Linked DNA regions of Triticum aestivum: region 2 is linked to region 1. Evidence: chromatin contacts called from public Hi-C data. All regions are on one chromosome and are shown on one strand. Each heading gives the region's core, a stretch centred on a gene start, on an enhancer-like site or on the middle of the called end of the contact. The rest is flanking DNA. Distances are from core to core; before and after follow the strand shown.

Region 1 (6,439 bases), core at 1,680-4,179:
ATGCAAATTAAGTCTAGTACAACAATGTCTTAAATTCAACTAATTAACCGCATATCCAACTAGTTTTTCATCAACGGATCATGCCCTCCCACACATACTCCTCCTCGAGCTTCATCCAACGGTGTGTGTACGTAAATGGCGGTCCCTCTAAAATGTGTTACATCATGGTAGCACGTGCGGGCTACATAATGTGTACAACAACATTGAGTGAACGAATCAATCAACAAGTTGAGCAAGAGGAAGCAAAACTTACGATCTCGTCCTCTATCGTGTGCAATGGCCACCTTGCCTCCGGCTGACGAACCACGTTACAAAACTTGGTGACGCTAGTTTGGATAGCGTACCAGCACTACGATAGCAACTACACATTGCGTTGTTGAATGATGTACATGTCGTAGGGCGCAATGTGCTTTCATGCGTGAAACGATTTATTCACTTGGTGCCAGAAGGCCCCCCTCTGCCACTGCCTACGAAATCTGCGAATACGGCCAACCACGCATCGCACAACAACTCATTCTCCATGATCGAGTAGCTCGGCATCCTTCGTACTCTAAAAATGACACAGTGCTCGAAAATAAGCTTAATGGCATTTGATCGAAGACCAGCCGAGTGTGGTGTCCTTCATGGAGGTCGTCTACAGGGGCGGAGTGTACCTGGGTACAAACGGCTTCACGGTGGACAACGCCATCATAGAGGCGAGTGAGCGTGTTGGTGCTGGTTGCGGACGTTCGGCAATGCCTCTGTGGTGACCAAAGACGTACAGCAGCGACGGCGGAGGTGGAGGGTGCGGATGGAAAGCAAGGGGGAGAAGGGGCACAGTGGAAGGAAATGAGACCGGGAGAGGGATTGGGTGGGCCGGGGTCATCCAGGCTAGTGCCCCCCTGCAGTTCTGTTTGATCTAATTCCTGACTTATAAGTTCACATATATTTCAAAACCTTCGGGGCCAGACCCGAAACAATTTTATCGTCGCCACAAGTCTCTGTTTCGAAGCAATCTCATCTGAAGCCCTTTCCCGGCATTCTGCCGAGGGGGAACCCATCCATGGAGGTCTCTTCATCAAACTTGTTGCCTCCATGGTGATGTGTTAGTAGTTCATCCTGGGGGAGGATTTGTACCAGTAGTTATGTATTTGATCTCTCTCTTTCATGTTTTTGATGGATTTTGATCTTGACTGTATCATGAGCTTGATTAATAAAGTTGGATCTTATGATGTTCATCTATCTCTATTCTTTTTGTGGTGAATTGAATATTGCTCTTTGAAGGTCCTTTATGTTGGATTGAGTACTTTGGATTTGAGGTTACATGTTGTTTTTCTAATAATTAACTTGTGGATATTTGAGGTGACATTGAGGTACTCTTAGCATAAAGGTTGAACGATAATATCATAAGGTGTTGGTTCAATAGATTGATTGGAAACACAACTTTGAAGTGGTTTGCTAACTACGTGATTTCATCCGCTTGAGTGAATTTACTGTTGTTCTACAAAACTATGCGTTTGGAGGCCCAACAAAGTGTATAAAATGAAGTTACGTAGTTCCCTTTATAGGTCAGAAGCAGCTGACATCAAATCTTCATTTTCAAATTTCATCCGCGAAATAAAGCCCACACAAGAAAACTAGAGCACCCCACCAAAAAAATACGTTGTCACTTTGTTTTTGTTTTGCGGAATATGTCGTCACTTTGTTAATGGTGAATTCAAATTGTTGCTCAAGAAAATAAAAATGTTCTCGTTGCGTCCGCTTTCCAGTTCCAGACTTTTTTTTCCTGAGATTATTAAAGCTGGCTCGGACATTAATACAGATTTCAGTCCAAACTTGGACGTGCGGCGAAACCATTTTCAGAGACTTTTGGCGCGCGCACATACACACTGTTGTGTCACGTACCGTCCAATCCATACGCACACACTCCAAAAAAAAAAGTCCATACGCTCTTCGCTGTTTTTTTTTCTTTCTGACGGACATCTCTTGGCTATCGAGGCCGGACGGAACGGAGGCGAGGACAGAAAAGAACAAGCGCAAAAGCAAAAAAGCAAAGCGTGTGGGGGGCGGCGGTCGCAACCAAGTTGGCGCGAATATTCCCTCTGAGCGAGGGGCCAGGCGACATCATCGCCAACATCTCCCCGCGTCTCTCTCGCCCCCGCCGCTCCTCCACTCTCCGCCCCCGCCGGGCCACTCGCCGGCGCCGCCGCCGCCGGAATATTCGCCGTGGAGGTTTCTATAGATCAGAACCGTACGAGTTCCAGTTCCATCGACGTGTGCTACTGCTACAAGCTGTTAGTTTCCTCGACCTAGGAGAGCGAGGCTAGCTTGGCCTGGTTTTGGTCCGTCGACCTCCCTTGGTCCCGGCGGTGAGCCGATGGAGCTATCGATGCGTGTTGTCGTGATCATTGACCGGCGAGGCGACACCCAATCGCCAACGATCTTTAGGCAAAATCTAGCAAGTGAGCAATGATCATCTTTAGCAAAAAACAAAGGCGCGTCCGTCATGATCGATCGGAACAACAGACAGCGCCTCCCTCGCCTCGCTAGCTACGTAGAGTACGTAGCAGCACGACCGGGACCCGGCGGCAGCGGCGCACATGCACACATGGCGCAACCGCCCGTGTCGGGGGCCGCGGCGACCACGTGGCGCGCGCCCTTCCCGGGCCCGATCGGCCGGCCATACGCCGCCGGCGGCCCTCCACGCGTCGCGCCCCGGTTGGCGCTCGGTCGGTTTGTCTAGCTCACCCTAGCGCAAGGCTCCCCGAGATTCCAAGCGCCGCGCCGCACGCATGATCGACCGAGCAGCGCACACGATGCTGCGGCATGCGATGCGATGCCCGGCGTCCGGTTCGGTTCGGTTCGGTTCATGCTCTCTCGCCCGCCTCGGCGCCCATCTCTCTCCCCACCTGTCTACTTACATATCGCCGCACCGCACCGCACCTCCTCCCCGCGTCTCTATCTCCGCCCACGCCCGGCCATATAGCTAGCTAGCGAGCTAGCAGCACACATTCCCATCACGAATCCTCCTCGGGCTTGGCCGAATTCCCACGCCAACTTCACACGGCACCAGATTCGCGCTCGCGCTCTAGGCTCTAGCTGCGCTGCAGCACGCATACACAGGCAGCCGCCCTTGCTACGTCGGGAGATACATCACCAGTTGATCGGCCACGAGAGAAAGCTAGCTAGCTAGCTTGCTTGCTTGCTAACTAGGAGGCGAAGGGCGGCAGCTGGCCGGAGGCGCGATCGAGGTGGACGGACGGAGGCGAGAGCTCGCCGGAGATCATCATGTTCGAGGGGATGGAGCGGGCGGGGTACGGCGTGGGCGCCGGGGTGGTGCTGTCGCGGGACCCCAAGCCCCGGCTGCGCTGGACGCCCGACCTGCACGAGCGCTTCGTGGAGGCCGTCACCAAGCTCGGCGGGCCCGACAGTAAGAACCAGTCACCTCCTCCTCTGCTCATGCCTAGCCTCTCCACTCCATGCATACATGTGATGCGCGCAAGTAATTTGCCACCGCCGCCAGCAGCCGGTCTGCTCGAGCTCTCATGCATCGCCCAGCTCACTCACGTGCTCATGTTCATGTCCGGCGGCTTGTGGGAGCATTTGCCCGCCCCACCCGGCCGGCCGCTGTAGCCTGTAAAGGCCAAAGGGGCCGAGCATGCATGCATGCACGCACTCTCTGACACAATTGTAGGCTGTAGCGCCGGAGAGATCCGTGTATCCTGATCACGATCATCTGTTGATCACTCGATCTGTGACCCCATTTTTTGATTGTTTTCTGTTCTGATCCATCCATGTATACGCAAGTAGTACTAGTTGTTACCAAGGCTCCTGTTTTGACTTGGTTTCTCATTTGACTTTACTGTCGACAGAGGCGACGCCCAAGTCGGTGCTGAGACTGATGGGCATGAAAGGGCTCACCTTGTACCACCTCAAGAGTCATCTTCAGAAATACAGGATGGGAAAGCAGAGCAAGAAAGACACAGGCTTCGAAACCAACAGAGGTATGCACGCACTGTACCTTCTAAAAGCAGTACTTAGATTAAGCACCCCTGTGCCAAGCAAGAGGTGACATGATTATACTTTTTAAAAAGAAATAAACAACATGATAAAGCATTTGATGTCGATGCATCTTGGTTTTCGTTTCCAACGTTTTCCCTGTTCCAAATCTCACATGCCCTCGATTTCTCTTTGCACAGCCTTCGCCGCACAGGGCATCAGTTTCTCCTCTGCGATGCCTCCCAACGTTCCGTCCGCCGGGAATAACACTACGGGGTGAGTCAACCTTATACCAAGAGCGCGTTCGTTCATGTCTAATTTCTAGTTTAACCATGAATGACCAGGACGGGAGAACTAGCAGCATCTTTCAGCTGACATAGGAGTTATATATGACGATTCATCGTGCTATACTCTTACATACTAATACTAATATTGGTTTATACGCAAGAATAAACTTACTTGATTGTGATGGACTTTCAATGATTTGGACGGTGAGGTCATGGGATAGGGACATCAATCTGTTGACTATTTAAGCATATACTCCTAGATGGCCTTATGCATGCATTTCTGCAGATCAGGTGTTAATTAATACTATGTTCATACAACGAAATTTTATACCGACATCACCTAAAGTACTTCAGAAAAACAACTCTAAAATAGAGGAGTAACACAAAATGCCGGATCAGTCTATGCACACCGGATCAGTTTATGTATTTCTTCACACTCGACGAGCAAGTAACATATGAAATGTCGCCGGCCTGATTATGGTCTTAAATTTTTGAAATCAATCATGTTTGGTAGGTTGTATGTCACACAATTCTTCTCTGAAGCGGTGCCCCTAAATACAATTTTTTTTTGATGATTTCTTTTCTTGAACACTTTTGCATGGAACAGAGAAACGCCACTCGCGGACGCATTGAGATATCAAATCGAAGTCCAAAGGAAGTTGCACGAACAGCTTGAGGTAACATGTCCAAACCATCGTCAACATGAGCCTCATTCCTCCAAATCCCTGCCTCCAGAACCACAACGTGTTAACCAATCAGTATTCTCCTGTGCTACACATGCAGGTTCAGAAGAAGCTGCAAATGCGCATCGAGGCGCAAGGGAAGTACCTGCAGACGATCCTGGAGAAGGCCCAGAAGAACCTCTCGTACGAAGCAGGCGGAGACGCAACCCTAGAGACAACCAGGTCGCAGCTCACCGACTTCAACCTAGCTCTCTCGGGGTTCATGGACGACGCGACGCAGGCGTGCCAGCAGAACGGCGGGGAGCTGGCCAAGGCCTTGTCCGACGACGGCCTCAGAGCCGGCAACCTGGGCTTCCAGCTCTACCACGGCGGCGAGGACGTGAAATGCGCCACGGACGAGGACCTGCTCCTGCTGGACCTGAACATCAAAGGTGGGTACGATCACCGGCTGTCCGCCCACGGCATGCGGCGCGGCGCGGTGGACCTGGCGGTCGGCCAGCACCGGAGGTAAAATGTGTTTCAGTAGAAGGGCGAGCGTAGTTCTTAAGTCGAGCAGTTGAGTTCCCCACGAGAGATTCTTTTGGCGGTCCCGAACGGAGATCATCTTGTTTACGGTCTGGTTACACTTCATACGTACGTACCCATGCTGATGTAAAATCTGTGGAAATTGAGATCCAGGCTTCGAATAAGTGTAGCTAGACGATGATCGAGTGTGAGATCTGATTGCATTGTGTATGTACTACCTAAAATTCTGATCGACTACAACATAGCATCGTGGAGTGTTTTTGCTGCTGTTGAGGGATGGCATTATGGAGTGTTGCATGCAACAGACCGGGCACCTTCAAGAGATTCTGTCTGTCTTGTAGTAGTTGGGTTCAGTAGCTCTGTTCCTATGTATGAAAATGATATCTTGTTTCTAATGTCTTGTCGAGTAAGCAGATCGCATTATTGGCTTGTCGTGGGGAGGTGGAAGTCAAAGGTGGGTGGTGGTTTGCATGTCTTGACTAACTAGTAGAAGAGGAGCAATTGGAAATTCAAATTTTGGAGCCTGCAACTGAAAGTGCACCTCTCAATTCTGAAGCAGAATGTCAACACACGTATCCTTCTTCGAAAAAGCACTGTCTGTTGTCCAAACGAGTAGTGCAAAAACCCTGGAAAAAAATTACATTGAAGTCCCCAAGGGCTAACCTTTTTCTTCCTCTCATACGGCTGATGGCGCATCACCCCAAACAGCTCCAAGCTGGAGTCAACTTACCCTTATTGATCGCGGATGGTAAGTCATCAAGGTCACAGTCCTACCGGACCATCACCCTGGAAAAGAAACTCTCAAAGTCGAAAGAGCCTTAGATCCAAGAGCTCAACCTCTATTAGATCTCAAAGGCCTCATGACGACACCATGGAGCGCGCTAATGTGACGAAGATGAGGCGGGAAGACCCACCTGTAAAGGGATGCCGCCGCGGATGCATTACAAATCCTATGACCCCAGCATC
Region 2 (6,439 bases), core at 1,849-4,348, 230 kb after region 1:
TGCTTTGATCTTGGTAGCTAGGTGTCCATAGGCCAAGCAGACAAAACCACTACCCGACGGGATAGAAAGAGCCTCTATGGAATCTGATTGAACAATGACTAGGAGATTACTATGTTGAATGGCAAGAGCCATCCCTTGCATCAGTGCATGTATCTCCGCCTCGAAAGCTTCATTACAATTGAACATGAACCAGTATGTCGCAAAGATCACCGAACCGTCATGATAGTGAAGAATCATGCCTACAACCGCCTTACCGTCGTCCAAAGACAATGAACCATCAACAGATAACGTGACTTGATCGACCGGAGGTGGCGGCCGGCGATGTGCAGGGGTTGGAATCCTCACCTTTGGCTGTACCCCGTCTTCCACAACTGGCATCTTTCCTTTAACTATCTCCTCAATTGTGTACCTCCCAGCATGAACAATGGATTTATGTAGCTATCAAGGAACTCCACCATAATATCAATGAGGGTGCCTCCTTGCCATGAACTAGGTCATTGTGCAGCTGCCAAATTCGTCATATTAGATAATAACGCGGTCGCGAACGTCCTCTGAACAACCACACAAAACGTTAAGTAGCCAGTCCTGTCTCAACTAGTTGGTCATCGGCAGGTAGTTGCCGTCTAGTCTTCATCCTTACCCAAATACACTTGGCGTGGTCACAAGAAATCAATGCATGGCAGATTCCCTTGTCCTCTACACCACACAAGGTGTAGGTCGAACGTGTGGACAAGTGCCGAGAAGCCTTGCAGGTCGTGATAGCAAGAGCACCCGACATTGCGCTCCAAAGCATGATCTTCCTCTTTTGGGGAACCTTTGATCGCCAGGTTAAGTTCCAAATGATCCGATCCCCTTCTGGGCTCGAGCTCAAGGCCCGCCGCGAATAAATCATCATTAGGACCTGTCGTGAGTTATATGCACTCCTGATAGAAAAGTGCCCACACTTCTTTGGGAACCATAGAAAAAAACCCTCACGCTGTCTGGGTGAAGTGTGGATTTTTACAATTTCACGCACATCCATGGGCTAGAAGTGGTCCTGAAGACGAGATGAACGTCCCAAGCATCAAAATCCGAGACCCAATCAAAGCCGCAGTTCTGTTTAGGTGTCACTGACCTGAAAGACGGTCCCCTAGGGATCCAGGGATCTCTCCATGTTCGAGTGGAAGAGCCATCCCCCACTCTTCAAATTATACCTTTCTTAACAAGTTCAAGTATGTACTCAATACCTTTTCATATTGCCGATGAGTTACCCAAAAACACCGTGTCTAGAAGATTGCCATTGGGGAACCATTACAAGTTATTACACCTAATGTGTGAGTGATCTCCTATAGAAAATAGCCTAAAAAACACACTTTGCCTACCAACACAAAAATGGAAGAAATGAGGTTGCCAATCTCTTTCACGGTCTCCATCCTTCTTCAGATCTCTCTCTCATTCTCCCTTACCACATTGGCGACAATTCAAATCTCTCTCATTATGTCCCCATATTTGCAATAAAATATGTTCACGTGCGATCTGCATTAAATCAAAATTTTGATTTGAGTGAATTTCTGCAATACAAGTTATGTATATTTTTCAAAAGAAATCCACTTTATGATTTTTGCTTGTAACACAGATCACCTATTTTATTTTATATGCCAAAAATTGACAGACACGAGTTTACACCCACTTAATAAGCGCATCAATTTTTATCTGTGAGTTCTACAAAACTTTTAAAAAATGCTATACTCACTAAGTTTCGGAAAATGAGTTACGCATTTTCTAATAAATCCGCTCTAGTCGACAGCCAGATGATCTAGGTCCACTCCAACGAAACGTGGGCCAAAAATATCTCCACTCATAGGAGAAGAGGCAGTGGTTTCTCAAAAATAAAAAGAGGCTGTGGATGCCTGACTACAGTCTTTGAACAAACATTTTTGTCATTTCACCGCTTCCGGTGCTCAAATAATCGAAGAGATTAATCATTGTACCACCAGCTCCACATAAAAGAACAAAACACAAAAACGCCGGGAACCAACCCAATGATAAAACACCACTTGAAACGGACCATGCATGCGTCCGGAATCCCATAAGCATGCCCTCCGGAATAAAACAGATTAGGGTCACACCACGCCGATCAGCATCACGTCCATGTGACCGGCCACCAACCGGAGAGAAGAGAATGGAGTGGAGAGCGGCCGCTAGCTTGCGTCGGGTCCAATCCAAACGCCATAAACACTCACACCACTCGGCGCCGTGGTGGGTAGAGCGAGCGAGCGAGGGAGGGGCCGGGGACCAGACCAACTCCCCATGATGCTGTCAGTGGCACGGAATGTAGAGACAGCGCTGATAGGCCGATGGCCGAACGCCGTGCGCTGTTGCCCGTGATTACCCGAATGGCCGGATCGCCTTTGCTAGTAGCCTTTTTGGCTTTGGTGGTGCCTCGCAGGTGATGGTGGTGGTGGGCAGGCCGGGACCATTTACAGCGGGGATAAGAAATCGTCCAGGTGAAGAACTGTTCCTTGGAACGAATGCTGAAGTTTCTCAAAAAAAAAAAAAAACTTGGGATGCTGAATGTGCCAAGCTGGCACTGACTGACATGTGGAGGAGCATCGCGCCCGTCCGTCGCCGTCCCGCTGCATCCGGTAACCACCGCCGATCAACGTCGGGCGGGCCGTGGCGAGGGAAGTCCACACGGTTACGATCTCCCCATCATTTCACCCCACCCCACCTCACCTCACCCCAAAGCGTCAATGGCAATCAATCCGAGGACGGGGAAAGATGGGCTGGTAGCGGGCGGGTGAAAAGGCAGGAAATACTTTTGCTTCCCCTCCGCTGGGGCAAACGCAAGCCCGAACGAAAAGGGCTTCGTCAGCCGGGGGCAGAGAGGTTAAAAAAAGGTTAGGGGAGGGGAGGCCGGCGGAGCGCGAGGGGCGAGGCGACGCGGTGCGGTGCCGGGGACGGGCGCTGCTGGCCACGGTTATAAAAAGTAACGGGGCGCGTCGCGGGTAGAAAGCCAGGGGAGGGTGCGGTGGGAGGCAGGCCGCGGCTCATTTCCCCCCTTCTTTCTTCCCCCCGCCCGCCCGCGCCGTTCCACGCCGCCGCCGCCGCCCGCCGCCCGCCGCCCGCCGCCGCCACGGGGACACAATCACCGGCGCCGCGCCCCACCGGCCTCCTCCTTTGCGCCGCGCCGCGCGGGGCTGGGCTGAGGTGGGCCGCGCCGACACGCGGCACGTGGGGAGCCACCACCACCACCACCACCACCACCCCTATGCTCCTTTGCCCGCCTGCTAAGGTAAGGTATGGCATCGATTCCGCTCCATTGCCCCCGCCTTTCTCGCGTCGCGCTCCGTCCCTCTCTCTCCCTCCTCGCTTTGCTTGCTCCAGGCGATTTGCCCCGGATCTGTGTCCCAGCCGCCGGATCTGAGCGCCCACCGGGCATTCGCTCCAATGCGAATCCATGTATAGGTTTGTGCCTGGCCGTGCCGCGATAGCTTATTTTCAGGATTGTGCCGGGATGCTTTTCTGTTTGGATTTTTCATCTTCCTTTGGTTGGCTGATTTAGATTTTTGCGCGGAAAGGTTCCTTTTCTCCCGTTAAAAGGCGCCTTTTTTCTTCCTATAGATGAGAAAAATCTATGTTTTCTGTGCTTGCAATGTAAATTGTGATTGAGGTGGCAATGCAGAAGTTTGAGAGAGAAGCTCAGAAAAACAAGGTAGCAATGCAGGCGTTTTCCCACTAATTCCAACCTGAGGCGATATTTTGAGTTCGGAGATGTTTCTATATGTATGGATTTTGCTACGATAAATCCGTTTCAGCCAGTAATGGGATAGCAACATTATTTTCGAATTTTGATGTTTCAAGCAACGGTATAGCTCGATCACCACGCCAATTGAGATGCCGGGTCGTTATTGCGATTGATGAATAGCATCATTGATAGTACCGATACTGTTTGCAATGTCCAGCTCCACCAATGTTATACACTTCTACCCTGGTATTAATGTATGCCTAGTATTATGTGATTTAGGTAAACGAGTGCTATATCTGATTCTGATATTTCCCTGAGAAATATGTTTCGTTTTGTGCATTAATGTTGGTTCTAGCAACACGTGAGCCGCAAATTATTATCCACTTAAAATGATTCAATTCAAAATTTTGCTGTGTACAGACCTCCATGTATCTTAGTATATTAAAAGGGATATTAAAATGGATTCTTTAAACTAGATTCGGAAATGTTGCTAAATTTGTGTTGGTTTCTGATAGAGATCGTCAGTTGACTGCGTTATATATAATCCAAATGGTTCTACGTCGCATCAATGTTCATGCTTCGTGGAAATGATTCTTGTTCCTTTGGCATACACTATACCATGTCATCGAGCGCAAAAAGTTTTATAATCGACCACATCATTCTGATTCAAATAAATTGTGTCAGATTGCACCAGCAGTGATCTTGGGAGCTTAAAGTGTTCATCAAAGACATGGGAAAAGTGGTCTTCGGGGCATATCACCTTCAATGCAAGCTATTTGTTTCAGAAGAAACTTTTGATTGGCGTGTTTTAGCTCGTGGGAACACCCAACTCTTCTCTCTGGTGAACTGCACATAGTGGTTCTATGCTCAACGACAGCAGGCTGAGGCGATCCTGAAGCGATACTCCAGTCTATGCTCCACATCTACATGTAAAATACCTGCTTTGTTTTTCCTTTCTTTTGTTCTATTGGCTAAGTTTTTATCATCTCATTTTGTTTATTCTCTGTTTATCAGCGCATCATCTCCAGAGTAACTTCTTATTGTAGTCAAATCCAGTAGTAGATGCTGATCATGTAAACTGGCCAATGATGTGCTCGTAGAATAATTAAATTCTACTATTGGGAGTTCAAACTGTTCTTTCCTGCATGTATTAGCATGTGAAAACTAAATCAACCATATCTCTTGAAACATTCTGAATTTCTTTTCTCTTAATATATGCAGGGTCAACCATCTTTACTGCATTCAGTCTCCATCTGTCACTCCCTAGTTAGTTGCCATTTGCTTGCTGTATATCATCTGAGGTCAAGGCTCATCCTTGCTATATTCTGGGACTCTACTATGGTTGCTGTGGGATCTTCGTGAGGGGACCAAATCCAAGACAGCACAAACCAGTGGAGGCCCACTGTTCAATTGACGGATCATACATCTGTTTGTGCGAACTGATAGACAAGATATTGGTCGCTTAGACTTTGAAACACTTCTCTGTGCTTGTTGTTGATTTTTCTTGATACCTGGTTGTCCCAAAGGAAAAAGGCTTCTTGATACCTGGTTGTCCCAAAGGAAAAGGCTTCTTGATACCTGGTTGTCCAAAGGAAAAAGCTTCTATCAGGCAACAAAATTACCGGAAAAATGGATAGGTAACCCTTTTTGTATTTTTTCTCTCCTCTGGATAACAGTTGTATTGAATTCCTGTTTCGGGTTTGCATTTTTCTTAGAGCGCCTTATCTTTGCAGATTCAAGTTGATTAAGGAAGTTGGTGATGGGACATTCGGGAGCGTATGGCGCGCTATAAATAAACAAAATGGTGAAGTTGTACGTATCCTATGATATATCACTCTTGCTATCTTTACCTGAACTGTGAAACAATGAAGTTGACGTCAATGTTTCATATTAATCCAATGTAGGTGGCCGTTAAGAAAATGAAAAGAAAATATTATTCTTTCGAGGAATGTATGAGTTTACGTGAAGTAAAGGTACTTTAGCCAGTCATGTACTCGTCTCTCTGATGTTCTCTAGCATATTACTTACCTTCAAATAACATGTCTTCTTTATTGAAGTCTTTGCGGCGCATGAATCACCCTAACATAGTGAAGCTCAAGGAGGTCATAAGGGAAAATGATATATTATACTTCATAATGGAATACATGGTACTTAAGCACGTGATTGATAACAAAGTTTATAACTACCCCATATCATGCTTTTGTTGAATATTGTCCATTGTTTCATTTAGGAGTGCAATCTCTACCAACTTATGAAAGACAGAGTAAAGCCTTTCGCGGAGTCAGATGTCCGTAATTGGTGCTTTCAGATTTTCCAGGCTCTTGCCTATATGCACCAGAGGGGATACTTTCATCGTGACCTCAAACCAGGTAGGATTTCTTATGTACTCATCTACCCCCTGCCCTGTATTTTTCTACCAGCCAAATTAAATGGAAGTCTGACATTAGTGTATTGTGAGTTGTAGTTAAAGCCTTCTAGCAGCTATAGGTGTTCCAATTTTGCAGATCAACTGATGCATTTTTTTCATTCATTCATATTTTATTGTTTTATTAACTATATTGCTATACCATTCCAGAGAATCTGCTGGTTAGCAAAGATGTCCTAAAGCTAGCAGACTTTGGTCTAGCAAGAGAAATTTCATCTGCACCACCATACACAGAATATGTGTCAACACGCTGGTTAGTGCCGCTCCCATGGCCCCACCACACAGAG

What was found. Hi-C and Micro-C count contacts between places; a contact is called where the count stands out from the background.
Region 2: a Hi-C map of leaf shows a contact between it and region 1, with 6 times the contacts expected there. The contact joins the promoter of LOC123128100 here to the promoter of LOC123128098 in region 1. A contact is called at or near these places in 5 of 5 Hi-C or Micro-C datasets (leaf, root and an unstated tissue).

The regions. Positions count from the first base shown.
Region 1 is chr6A:497,758,012-497,764,450 of IWGSC CS RefSeq v2.1, forward strand. LOC123128098 (myb family transcription factor PHL11) reads left to right here and starts at 2,930. Exons shown (of 5, transcript XM_044548011.1): 1 at 2,930-3,409; 2 at 3,852-3,983; 3 at 4,179-4,254; 4 at 4,873-4,942; 5 at 5,049-5,738. The coding sequence starts at 3,268. The coding sequence ends at 5,459.
Region 2 is chr6A:497,982,961-497,989,399 of IWGSC CS RefSeq v2.1, forward strand. It overlaps LOC123128100 (cyclin-dependent kinase F-4), which reads left to right and starts at 3,099. Exons shown (of 17, transcript XM_044548017.1): 1 at 3,099-3,279; 2 at 4,412-4,656; 3 at 4,949-5,364; 4 at 5,461-5,539; 5 at 5,632-5,700; 6 at 5,785-5,874; 7 at 5,958-6,096; 8 at 6,303-6,405. The coding sequence starts at 5,357.